Regions from separate parts of the Rattus norvegicus genome. Here region 1 is linked to region 2. Evidence: chromatin contacts called from public Hi-C data. All regions are on one chromosome and are shown on one strand. The core of a region is the stretch at or near the end of the contact, and the rest is flanking DNA. Distances in the headings are between cores, read along the strand shown.

Region 1 (5,612 bases), core at 341-2,840, 80 kb before region 2:
CCCCTGGGAAAGCAGGCTGTGAATCCCTGTGCCTTCCACCAAGCCTTCGAGGGTTCTTAGAGGGAGGGGGGCAAGCATGTGCCATCTAGGAGTCCTGATATCAGGCTGGACACTTCCTGAAGGCAGCTGTAGCACTTCCTGTGGGGTGAGCAAGCAGCGTCTGAAGTCTGGAAGCTCATCCCACTCTCTGGACTGCTGGTTACCATGTGTGTTTCCAAGGCTCCGGCCCTGGGGTTCAGAGCCCACTGTGGTGGTTGGTGGCTAGCTGGCATGCCCCTTTTCCTTGTCAAATAAAGAACGAAAAGATAGGAAAGGGGTTAGAGTTGAGTCAAATTGAACCTTATTGGCAAGTGCTACCAACTTCTGGGCTAGGGAAGGTTCTAGAACCAGGAGTCTGCCTGCTCTAAGGGGGCTCCCCTGGGCTCCCCTTTCCCTGAGTCCCTTTCATCGGACACAGACCTATTTATTGAGAGGCCTCGGCTCCGCTCACGGCCCTTCTCTGTCAGTGTGTCGCAGGCTCCTGGAGCAGGTGCTGGGCTGTGGCGGGCTATTTGTCACAGCAGGGCTCCAGGACGAGCAGGTGGTCACCTGGTTCCAGTTCCACAGCTACCTGCAGCGGCAGAACATCTCTGACTTGGAGAAACACCTCACTCAGCTCACCAAGGAAGGTAGGGCCTGGTGGCGTGGCAATCTGGAAGCGAGTTACAGCATACCCTGTCCCACTCTGGTTTGGGCCACAACTCGGGAGCCCCTGTAACTCTCCCTCTGTCAAAACTGAGATCAGATCGAGTGACAACACAGCCTGCTATGGTGGAAATTAAGAGAGGGAGGTGAACGGTCCAGAACAGCTCCAGAGAGAGGAGGCAGCCTAGACGCCTGGGCTTATTCTGGTTTCTTTTTGAATCAGGGTCTCACTATGTAGCACAGACCAACCTCAATCTCACCATCCTCATGCCTCAGCCTCCCAAGTGCTAGGATTACAGGTGTATACCATTGTGCCAAGGCCAGCCTGTGGTTCTGCTCATTTGTAAGGCGTGTCTGACCCACTTTTGGAAATGTTTGTCGGGACGTGGTGATGCCCGCCTTGGAGTTCCCTATGTGACTGAAGTGGCTAAGCCTCAACCAACAGCACCTGCCTCTTCCTGTCTTCCAGTTACTCTCATTGAGGAACTGAACTGTGCGGGCCCAGCCAAGGCCCTGAGGAAGCTGCACGGGAAGCGTCTAAGCCAGCTGCAGCCATTGCCCCAGACGCTTCAAGCCTGGGCCCGGCTGCAGCTGGACGGACCCCCGAGGCTGTGCAGGGCTGCCAGAATGCGACTGGCCAGCGCGGCCAGGAACAAGCGCTTCCGGGAAAAGGTGATCAATCTTGGGGTAATCCACCTGACAATACAGCTGGGCAGATTGACAGGTCTCACCCCAAGCTTTGCTTGGAGAAGGGCTGAGTCTGGGTCACTGGGGCGTATGCAGAGTGCTCTACCCAGCTGGGGACCTATGCCTGCCCTGCCCACTCTGTCATGCCAGCTCTGTCCAATCCTGGTCTTCTTCCTCAGGCCCTGCTATACTACACCAATGCCTTAAATGACAGTGACTCCAAGCTCCAGCAGGCGGCGTGCATGGCTCTGCAGCAGCTCGGGGTGAGTTCCTTGTCCTCAGGAGTGACAGGAGGCCATCAGTGGTGAGGGCCAAAACAGCAGCAACAGCTTGAAATGTTTTCACTGGGACAAGGGATGGGATGGTGGGGCGGTAAAGGGTTTCACCAGCAGCAAGAGGACTTCAAGTAACGTCCAGCTCTCAGACTCCAACAGCAGAGGTCCCCACACCAAAGGACTTCCTCTCCAGTTGAACAGGAATGCAGACAGCACCTGTTCGCTCTGGTTTTGTCCATTGTGTGTGGAGGTGTGTGTGTGTGTGTGTGTGTGCGCGCGCGCATGCACATGTCTAATCTCTTCAGGGTCACACACGCACACACAAAAGTAGTTTTCGTGCACTGAAAACAAATCCAGGTGTATTGGCACATACCTGTGATCCAGGCCAGCTTAGGCCAAATGGTGAGACCCTATCTCAAAACAAAACAAAACAAAAACAAACAAAAAACCCTATTCACTATGTGAATAGGTTTGTTAAAAGCCATCCTGGGGGGCTGGAGAGAGCACTGACTGCTCTTCCAGAGGTCCTGAGTTCAAATCCCAGCAACCACATGGTGGCTCACAGCCATCTGTAATGAGATCTGATGCCTTCCTCTGGTGTGTCTGAAGACAGCTACAGTGTGCTTATATATATTAATAAATAAAATAAATCTGGGCTCCAGCTTAACTTCTGGGACTGGAGACATGTGGGCTTCAAGGCCTGTGAGCCCTGCCTTCCCCATTTTCTCCCTGCACTCCCATGCTGGGAATCTGCCTCTGCCTTTGTATAAACTTGTTACCTACTTCTATGTGGGAGCTAGCTCAGTGTAGAGGGAACCCAGTGACTTCACTTGCTCAGTGATGTCCCAAAAGGTCCTCAGAGGCTGGTGAGACTCAGGTGCTAGGTGAAGGAGTCAGAAGTCTTGTGGGAGCCCTGAGTGTGGCAATCAGGCTCTGGTTCTCCAAGAAGAGGAGAGTTCCAGTTAGCAAGTCCCAGACGGCAGCTGGGTTGTTAGATGGTGTTCACAGAGCTGCTGCTGGTGGCCTTGCTTGCAGGCCTGCACTGGGGTGGGAAGAGACTTCCTAAAGTGCTGAAGGGCCTTGAGGACATGCTGGGTTTGGCACTGCAGGGACAACAGTGAGGTAGGTCTGTCTGCTGCTTAAGCCCTCCCTTTTTCTCCTGACCTTACAGGGCGTTGAAAGCATTGAACAGATTGTCAGTCTATGTCAGTCTGACCTGGAGGCCGTGCGAGCCGCAGCACGGGAAGCAACACTGTCGTTTGGTAAAGTGTAGCCCAGTGGGTCCCCAAGGTTCTAGTGGAGAGGGTTGAGGCCACCTCAGCTGTCAGTACCAGGCTGCTAGGGACCCTGCTGCAGGCCATCCTATGCTGAGCAGCCCCTGGCCAGGGCAGGCTACCTTCACAGCAGGCTGGTCGCCAGGATGTAACTCTTTTGCATTTTATGGCTCTTGGCAAATGGAGGGCAGGGCAAAGTCAGGCTAGAGCCCAGGTCTCCATCATTGGAGACTGTTCCTGCTCAGTCATCAGCAGGAGCAAGGGACCCCCCCAAGCACTACTGCCCTACTCCTCTAGAGACACCAAGATGGTGACAAGCCAGTGACAAACACCTCTGCATTCCAGGTGAGAAAGGCCGCCTAGCTTTTGAGAAGATGGACAAACTACACGCAGAACAAGAAGCCTTCTGTCAGGAAGCGGATGTTGAGATCACAATTTTTTAAGAAGCCGTGCTCGATGAGCTCAAATCTGGCCTCTTTCTTCCTTTCATGCTGCCTGGCCTCCACAGTGCCCAGGATTTGGATGGAGCATCCAAGCCACTCCCTCCCAAGTGTGAGCTGGTCAGGACAGTTACCTGAGACTGGGTCCTCAGCGCAGGGATAACAGTCATGTACTCACAGAGCAGGCACAAGTGGTATGTGGGACCTCTAAGGCTGTGGCCTCCGCCAAATGCTGTTTTTGCCATCCTGGGGTACAGTGCCAGGCACTGTCTTGAGGATCGAGGATCCAGGGCAAGGTGACAGACATGCATGGGGTATGAGCTCCCTGCATACCCTCAGCTGGGACAGAACTGGTCTGACAAACAGGGCTGTGGCAGCTTCCCAGTAGGCAGGTCCACTTCCATGGCAGCCTGGGCCCTTGGATGAATGCTCAGACCTGAGGAGGTTTTCACTGCAGCGGCTGGGGAGACTCATGATGGGTTAGATACCCACGAGGGGTTTCCTACTTAAGTGAATAGAGCACTCCACGCTGGCGTCTGAGATGCCCACGAGGGGGTTCTCAGGGCTGACATAGTCATCTCTCACTTAGGTCCCTGTGGACCATGTGTGCTGACTTGGTATTTATTTGCCTTGTTCATGTCCATTCTCTGAAATCTCAATTACAAACTCTGGCGTATGGCCACCTTACTGCCCCAAGTAGAGAATGTTGTATCCGTAGAGCCTTAACATGGGAGGGGCGGCAGGCCCACTGGGGATCCTTCCTATATTCTTCATGCCTGACTCATGGTAGGCTGCCCTCTTCTGGGGGCATTTGGGGACACCCCAGGCCTTTGTCAAGCCTTCACTGCACTGGATTTATCCCAGTCACTATTAGTCAGCTTTCCACACTGGTAACTCTCAGAGTCATTTTCATACCTGAAGCCTTTGGTTGTGAGAGCAGCCACAGCACTCACAGTTCTGTGGCCAGGACCCAAGCGGGGACCACCTGATGCACAAGCCACCTGTGAACCCGAAGGGTACAGAGCTGTGCTTTCTGCAGTGACATCTTCCACTCCACAAGTCTCAAGTGACTCTGAACTGGAAGTCAGTCACCTTGGGGCCTTACATATTTAGTTTTATACATGAACGGAAGGTCACACCACTTTTGGGTCTCATTTTCATGTTTAAGTCAAGCATACATCAGATGAGGCTTATGGATGTCCTGAGATTGAAGACCATGAAATCTGACAGGCAGCTGGCCAAGGGGAGGTCTGGATGCTGGGCCAGGGATTCCAATGACCTGTGAGTCTCAAGGTAGCCTGGGCTGCCCAAGGGGAGGTCCTGAAAGGACAGTGTAGAGAACCCACATCTCAGCAGTCACATGACGCACAGTGTGCTTACCCTGTAGGCCTCACGCTGGCAGGGGTAGACAAATGACTGCCCACCCTGGCCCAAGTCTGTGAATAAAGAAAATGAAAGCACCTCACGTCCCTGTTCTTTAAAAACATTTATTGTTGCAACTAATGCAGACCCATTAGTGAGACACAAGTTGGAAACGGTGCAGTCGGACAGTTCGGTGAGGTCACAGAAGACCCTGAGACACCCCCCGCACCTGCAAAGGTGCTATTCCAGAGCACTTTGTTGTTGGCTTTTATTTTTGTAAAAATGGTTTATTCTATGGCCATTTAGAGAGAGAGAGAGAGAGAGAGAGAGAGAGAGAGAGAGAGAGAGAGAGAACGAGAGCGCCCTGCTGAGTAAGTATTGACTTAAGGCATGCAGCAGCTTTGCTGCCTCCAGCGGGGCAGGGGACAGGGCAGCGCCTGCTCTCAGGCCCCCACCTGTGAGGCTGCTGTGCACCCCCTGCTCCAGACACAGCCTGGACGCCGGCTGAGCCATCTCCTCAGCCTGTGCAGGCAAGGCCATCGCCTTCCCCAGTGGCTCTGTGCTGGCTTCTCTGGGTGAAAGGCAAAATGTGAAGTGCTGGCAAGAGGCAGACTGGAGTTCCAGCTGCCTTCGCTTATTTTAAAAAAAGCCACCCAATGTGAAGGTCAAGTTCCCCTCACAGAAGAGTCATGAGCACCATCATCAGTCTCTTCAGCCTCAAGAGCCACACACTTCTGAGCAAGGTGACTGGTGCCAGCAGCGCTAGCAAGCTGACTCTCAGGACTGTCACCTACACTGTTCCCAGGAGGGTGCTCCTCACCAGCTGCCTTGCTTCCGGTCCTGGCCTGCTCCAGAGCAGTGTGAACTCGGAATGGAGGGGCTGACCCCAG
Region 2 (5,781 bases), core at 1,557-4,056:
AAGTTCAGTGTCAAGGGTGCTCTGTTGGTCCCTCCCTGCTGGCTTCTGGAGAGATCCAGTTTTCCCCAAGAAACTAAGGAAAAATTTGCCCAACATCTGGCTAGCGTTTGGGTGAATAAAAACAATTCTTTAATGTTTCTTTTCTACTATTCAGCAGACAGGATAACAACTGAAGGCTGAGGTTTAAAAAGTTAAGGGGGTGTGTGTGCTTGGGGTCGAGTATGGCCGAGCAATAGAGCAATAGAATTCCCCAGTCGGGGGCGGGGGTTGGGGGTGAGGGTGGGGTGGGGGCTGGGCGGAAATGTGGCTTAGCAGGAGAGTGCATGGCCAGCATAGAAGGCCTTGGGGGTTCTTTTCCAACACCTCTACCACAGTACAATAAGAAATCTAGGGCTAGGAGGATGGCCGCATCCGTCCAGCAATTGTCTCACAATCTCAAGGACCTTTGGATCTCTAGTACCGGTGCGAAATGGGAGTTATGGTTGTGGGCCTGTGTGGATGGATCTGTGGCCAGCCAGTCCAGCAGTCAGTGAGCTCTGGTTCGGTGAAAGACTGTCTCAAAGGTAAGTAAGGTGGAGGCTGAGGCTGAGCGGCTCCTACAGAGGACCTGAGGTTGTGATCCAAGCGGGTGGGAATGATTCCCAACCACCTGTAACTCCAGCCCCAGGGGATCTGACACCTAAGCCTTCCGGCACCTGCTTGAGTGTGGACACACCCACCCATTCCTGCTCTTCCCAAGGTCTGTCAGTCAGCTCTGTCCTGGGGGTGAGGAAGAGGAAAACTCTGTTTCCTGTTGTTTCTACATGGAGATCAGTGGCCGGCAGCCCTGAAGATAATATTCTGAAGGCCTGGGAGAGGTCATTTTCATCTATGCAGAGAAACCATACCCTGCAGGGCATTACAACTTAAGGCAGCCACAGAGGTTGGGAATCATCATGCTCAGTCCTGGTGTGTGTCCCCATGGAGGCAGGTCTGGGTCCATCTCTGGCGCATTTGGCTCTGTGAGGCCACTACAGCTGGGGTTAAGTATTATTTCTCAGGGGTGAGTTCTGTTTCTTCTAGGATGCGCTTGCCCTGACTCTACCCCCTCACACCAGGGTGAGCCCGCTCTCTCTCTCTCTTGGGCCTCAGGTTACACAGTGTGCATTTTCTTAGTCTGGCCATTTTTGTTCTGAGACAGAGTCTCTTGTAGTCCAGGCTGGCCCTAACCTTGAACTTCTGATCTTCCTGTCTCCGCCTCCCAGGCACTGGCACGGCAGTCATTCCAAGTACTATGTTGTGCCAGCCACAGGCTGAAATGGTTTGACTTGATGATCTTGAGAACAGAGACCATGTAGATTCAGTTGCCAAAATATCGTTTCATTATTATTAGTGTGTGTGTATGGGGGGGGGGTGTTTTGTCTGCACGCACGTGTTTACAGTGTGTGCAGTACCCGTAGAGGCCACAAGAGGGCGTCAGATCACCTGGAACTGGAGTCACAGCCGGTTGTGAGCTGCTATGGCGGTGCTGGGTAGGCCCTCTACAGGAGTAGACTTTTTTTGTTGTTGTTTTTTTGTTTTTTTGTTTTTTGTTTTTTTGGTTCTTTTTTTCGGAGCTGGGGACCGAACCCAGGGCCTTGCGCTTGCTAGGCAAGCGCTCTACCACTGAGCTAAATCCCCAACCCCTCAAGACATCATTTTAAAGAAACCTTGGGTGAGGCTTAGAGGAAATGACCCCACCTCTCCTGCATTGCTAGAGACTGAGTGCGGAGCCTTACGCGAATACGCGATCGGGGTAGGTGTCCAACCACCTTAGACCTCCTGTTTTATTGTCAAGTAGCACCACTGTAAAGAATATGAAGTGCTTTACAGACAGGAAGAGCATTTCAAGGGTCAAGACTATGTATTTCTCGTCTAGAAGGAAGAGTGCACACCAGGCACAGCGCAGGTCTGCTGCCCGGTTCACACAGCACTCTCCTTTCAATGCTCTCCCCACTGTCCGAAGCTCTGTCGTTCTGCACTCATGTTCAGTTCCTAGAACCGGCGGCGTCAGGCAGCTCAGACTACCTGTAACTCCAGCTTCAGGGGACCTACTACCTCCGGCCTCTGAGGACACACACGCACACGCACACGCACACGTTTAGAAAATAAAACACCTCACCCAGATCTATAGATAGAACAGTACTAACGCTGGGAAAATTCTCCGTTCTCCCCTTTCCCGCCTGGGGACGCCTCCCTGACTGTTGTCTACTACCCAATGTGAAGTTTTCACTTTTTCCAGAACCTCTCAGAATAGCACAGTGTGTGCTCCACGGAGGCTTGAGGGATGTGTTGGGTGGGAGGTTTGGCACCGCACTGGCACTGTCTTAATTTGTGTGCATGTGTACATATACACTGTGAGGAAATGGGTGCTGAGGGACACGAGACGCGCAAGACGTCTTAGGAATTACAGGATGTATGTACATGCTTTGCACGTGTGCGTGTGTGTGTGCGCGTGTGCATGCCTGCGTGCGCGTGTAAAGAATGCGTTCACTAAGATGAACTGCTGGGCTGTGTTCACTGTAGATGAACTATAGTGCTGTAGGTGGCTCACAAGGACAGGCAGACGGGGCTCCTCGAGGACGCTGCTGTGAGCATTCCGACCTGACCCCTGGTGTTCGTAGGTCTGCGTTTTAGGACAGGCAGGAACTGGAGCTGGGATCCCCCACCATCTGTCTTGTTTATGCAGTGGAATCTGTTCTTATCAGTTCCCCTGCCTGCTCTGGTCCAGCTGCCCTCGTGTGTGTACTTACTGATGTCAGCATCTGGTCGATGGCCTGGGCATGGGTTAATCGTGGGTTCCTTTCTCCGATCTTTGAGGCCACAGCTAGGTGAGTATGTCCCTAGTCACGCTGTACCAGGGCTGGTGGCCCTGTGGCTGTCTTACGAGCCTTGTCCTGCTGTGATTGCCTCCCTGGCTGGATCTCACTGGACCTCCTCCTGTCCCCTGAAGCCATCACAGCTTCCTCCTGCCTCCTCCATGACTCTCTGCACGTGGCAGCAAGATGCTTCTGGAATGAGAACCAGTCGTCATCTTTTGAATGCTTTCCCACGCTTGGCCTGGACACCAGGTCCTCAATGGTGGTCCGCAGGGCTCTGATGCATCTGGCAGCCACCTGCTGCCTGTCATCGCTCCCCGGGCTCCCTCTTGGGTTCTGAAATACAACACTCTTCAGTTACCTCAGGGGGCGGAGTCCTTTGTGCATGCCCGCTCCCACTGGCCCTGCCTGGTGTCCTCAGCAGGGATGCTCGATGCACACACACACACACACACACACACACCTCAATCTTCCCACCACTCAGGAGGCTGTGGATTGTCTATGCTCAGTGTGGCTCTGCACCTGACTCCTTGCTGCTTCCTGAGGCCCGGGCACTGCACAGGTCTGCTGACTGGTTCACACGGCACACTCCTTTATACCCTCCCCGCACTGTCCTGTGTCATAAAGCTCTGTTATTCTGCACTCGCTCTCCACTCATGGCCACCTGATCCTGCAACCTTGCTGTTCAGAACTCTCTGAGGGACAGCGAGGCGGCTCAGTGGGTAAAGAAATTTGTCCAAAAGCCTGATGACCTGGAGTTTGATTCCTGAGGCTCACTCGGTGAAAGCTGATTCCTGCAAGTTGCCCCCTGACCACACTACACTCGCCATTGAATGTGCAGCCCCCCCCCCTCAGATACATAAATGTAAATTAAAAAAATTACGGCCGTGACTAGTCTCAAATTTGATGCATATATGTGTAAAGGTGCAAGGAGGTAAGTTCTAGAAGCAGGGCTGCCAGGGTCTTGGCCAAGGACGTGCTCAGTTTAATAGTTTAATGTCACCTCCCAAATGCTCCTTGGGGAAGGAGGCATTTTGTCACGAAGGCCTGAACTTGTTCAACGTCTCCCATCCCTGAGTGGCACAGGCTTGCCCAGTGGGATTTCGTGCATCAGAAGGTGTGGTATCCTCTCTCCTTTATTAGTTGTGAAATGTTTCTCATTTCGGAAGTTTTTTCTTTCCTGTTAAACATTTTGTTTTTAAATTTGATTGTTTTGTTTACAGATCCCCCTACTTCTCCCCACCCCACTCCCCACCCCCGAGCAAAGCTGTCCCTAGGGAGAAGATAATTGGGGCTACCCTAATAGGGTAAGGGGGGCAGACCAAGAACCAATCTATCCAAGTCTATCTTGGTGAACTGCCGGGTGCTGGGGCGAGGGACTTTTACAGGAATGTGAGTGACTCCTTCCAGAGCATGGGTGAGAGTTTCTTACAGGAACGTGGGTGACCCTACCTCCTTGCCCTCGAAGCGTCTGCATGGCTGCAGCCTCTCCTCGTGGGTTTTCTTTGCTTGCCCACTTTCAGGCTTTGGGCACTCCGGAGGATTTAGCCACCACATGAAGCAGAGTATCGTACCACAACCCACGATCCTCTGGGAAGAGAACCACAGTGAATGAAGTACTTACTGTCTATATGGTGAAGGCCTGTGGACACGTCTGTGGGGGCTGCCTTAACTATGTTAATTACATTCGCCGACGTGGGAAGACCCAGCCCGCTGCGGGGGCACAAACAAGCAAACAACCGTGCAGCATGCATGCGGTCATCTGCTCTGCCCCCGACTGTGATGCGACTAGCTGCTTCAAGCTCCCGCCCTGGGAACTGCCCTGATATTATGGGCTGTAATTTGGAACCTCAGGTTGCTTTCTGATACCTTATCTCGGTAACAGAAACGGAACTAGGAAAGCCACACCGGGCAAATCCTCCTACGAGGGCCCAGTAGGCCGGAGCCTCGAGAACGCTGGTTAAGGAACTATGTACACGCCGCTGTGCACATGCTCATGTGCGTGTGGAGGAACTACGCCAGTCCTCTTCCACTCATCCCGTCCTGATCTGGGCTCATGCAGCACAGGGGATCAGTGGCTCCCCAGGAAGTCCTTGTCTCCTTTTTCAAACGGTCACCCAAATTCGCCCATCTTCTCTGTCCTGAGAAGGTGGGAAATAAGCCAGTCTCCCCACAGACGTAGGCGCTGTGGTTGTCCTTATTTTATCGAGTACTGATAGGGATAGGTTAAGTAACCCACTCAAAGCTGCACAGCTGGCCTGGTGGGAGGGCTTTTAAAATGACAGTTCACCAGAATCCATCTGGTTCTGCAAAACTGGCTAAACTCCCAGGAGCTGTTTTCCAAAGGTGCCCGTATGTGGCTGCTGCTGTCCAGTCTGCCTGGGCAGGGCCCTGGGGACTTGTAATGCCAGACAGTGACTCTGAAAAGCGGCTGAGACTTGGGGACCCCGCCTGGTGGCTTTCTCTAGATGACCCTAAGACTTTTCTCCACAGGACTAAACTGACAAAGGAAAACAAACCCACCTACCACTTCCTGTTTAGAAGAGGGATGGGAGATCTCCTTGGGCGAGGGTTACGGAATTTTCCAAGTACACCAACGTTCTCAGAGCCGAGTTATTAGAATAGAACCTCATTTGTAGACTCCGGGACACAGCGCAGAGCTGTGTAGACAGGATGGATGACTGGGGGATGGGTTGGGGAGGGAAGGGAATGGTGGGGGTTGTATCTCAAAGGATTCAGAGGCTGATAAACGTGTTCTGAGGTCCCGGGCTCTACACACATCCCATTAGCCGTACCTTAGTCATGGCAAATCCTTGTTGCGAGAACTGCTGGGGAATGTCAACCATCAGTGGGCTTTCTAACAATTCTGTCCTGAGGTCTAGAGAAAGGCGTGGTCATGGGGTCTCTGTGGATGCCACAGCACATGTGTGGATGTCGAAGGAAG

What was found. Hi-C and Micro-C count contacts between places; a contact is called where the count stands out from the background.
Region 1: a contact with region 2 is called in a Hi-C map of liver, with 7 times the contacts expected there. The contact joins two enhancer-like sites. A contact is called at or near these places in 6 of 12 Hi-C or Micro-C datasets (the A7r5 cell line, Schwann cells, hepatocytes and 2 more).

What each region holds. Positions count from the first base shown.
Region 1 is chr3:177,105,644-177,111,255 of GRCr8, reverse strand. Ripor3 (RIPOR family member 3) reads left to right here. Exons shown (of 22, transcript XM_006235650.5): 18 at 507-668; 19 at 1,154-1,356; 20 at 1,551-1,634; 21 at 2,818-2,908; 22 at 3,266-4,820. The coding sequence ends at 3,363. It also overlaps a transcript of Ptpn1 not described here. Among named protein-coding and RNA genes, the nearest start is that of Ptpn1, 51 kb to the right of the region's middle. Within about 2 kb of position 1,590, at least 4 of the 93 cell types and tissues checked have an H3K27ac peak or open chromatin away from gene starts, as enhancers often do. A contact at or near this core is called in liver, where this site is marked.
Region 2 is chr3:177,026,291-177,032,071 of GRCr8, reverse strand. No RefSeq gene overlaps it. Among named protein-coding and RNA genes, the nearest start is that of Ptpn1, 29 kb to the left of the region's middle. Within about 2 kb of position 2,806, at least 8 of the 93 cell types and tissues checked have an H3K27ac peak or open chromatin away from gene starts, as enhancers often do. A contact at or near this core is called in liver, where this site is marked.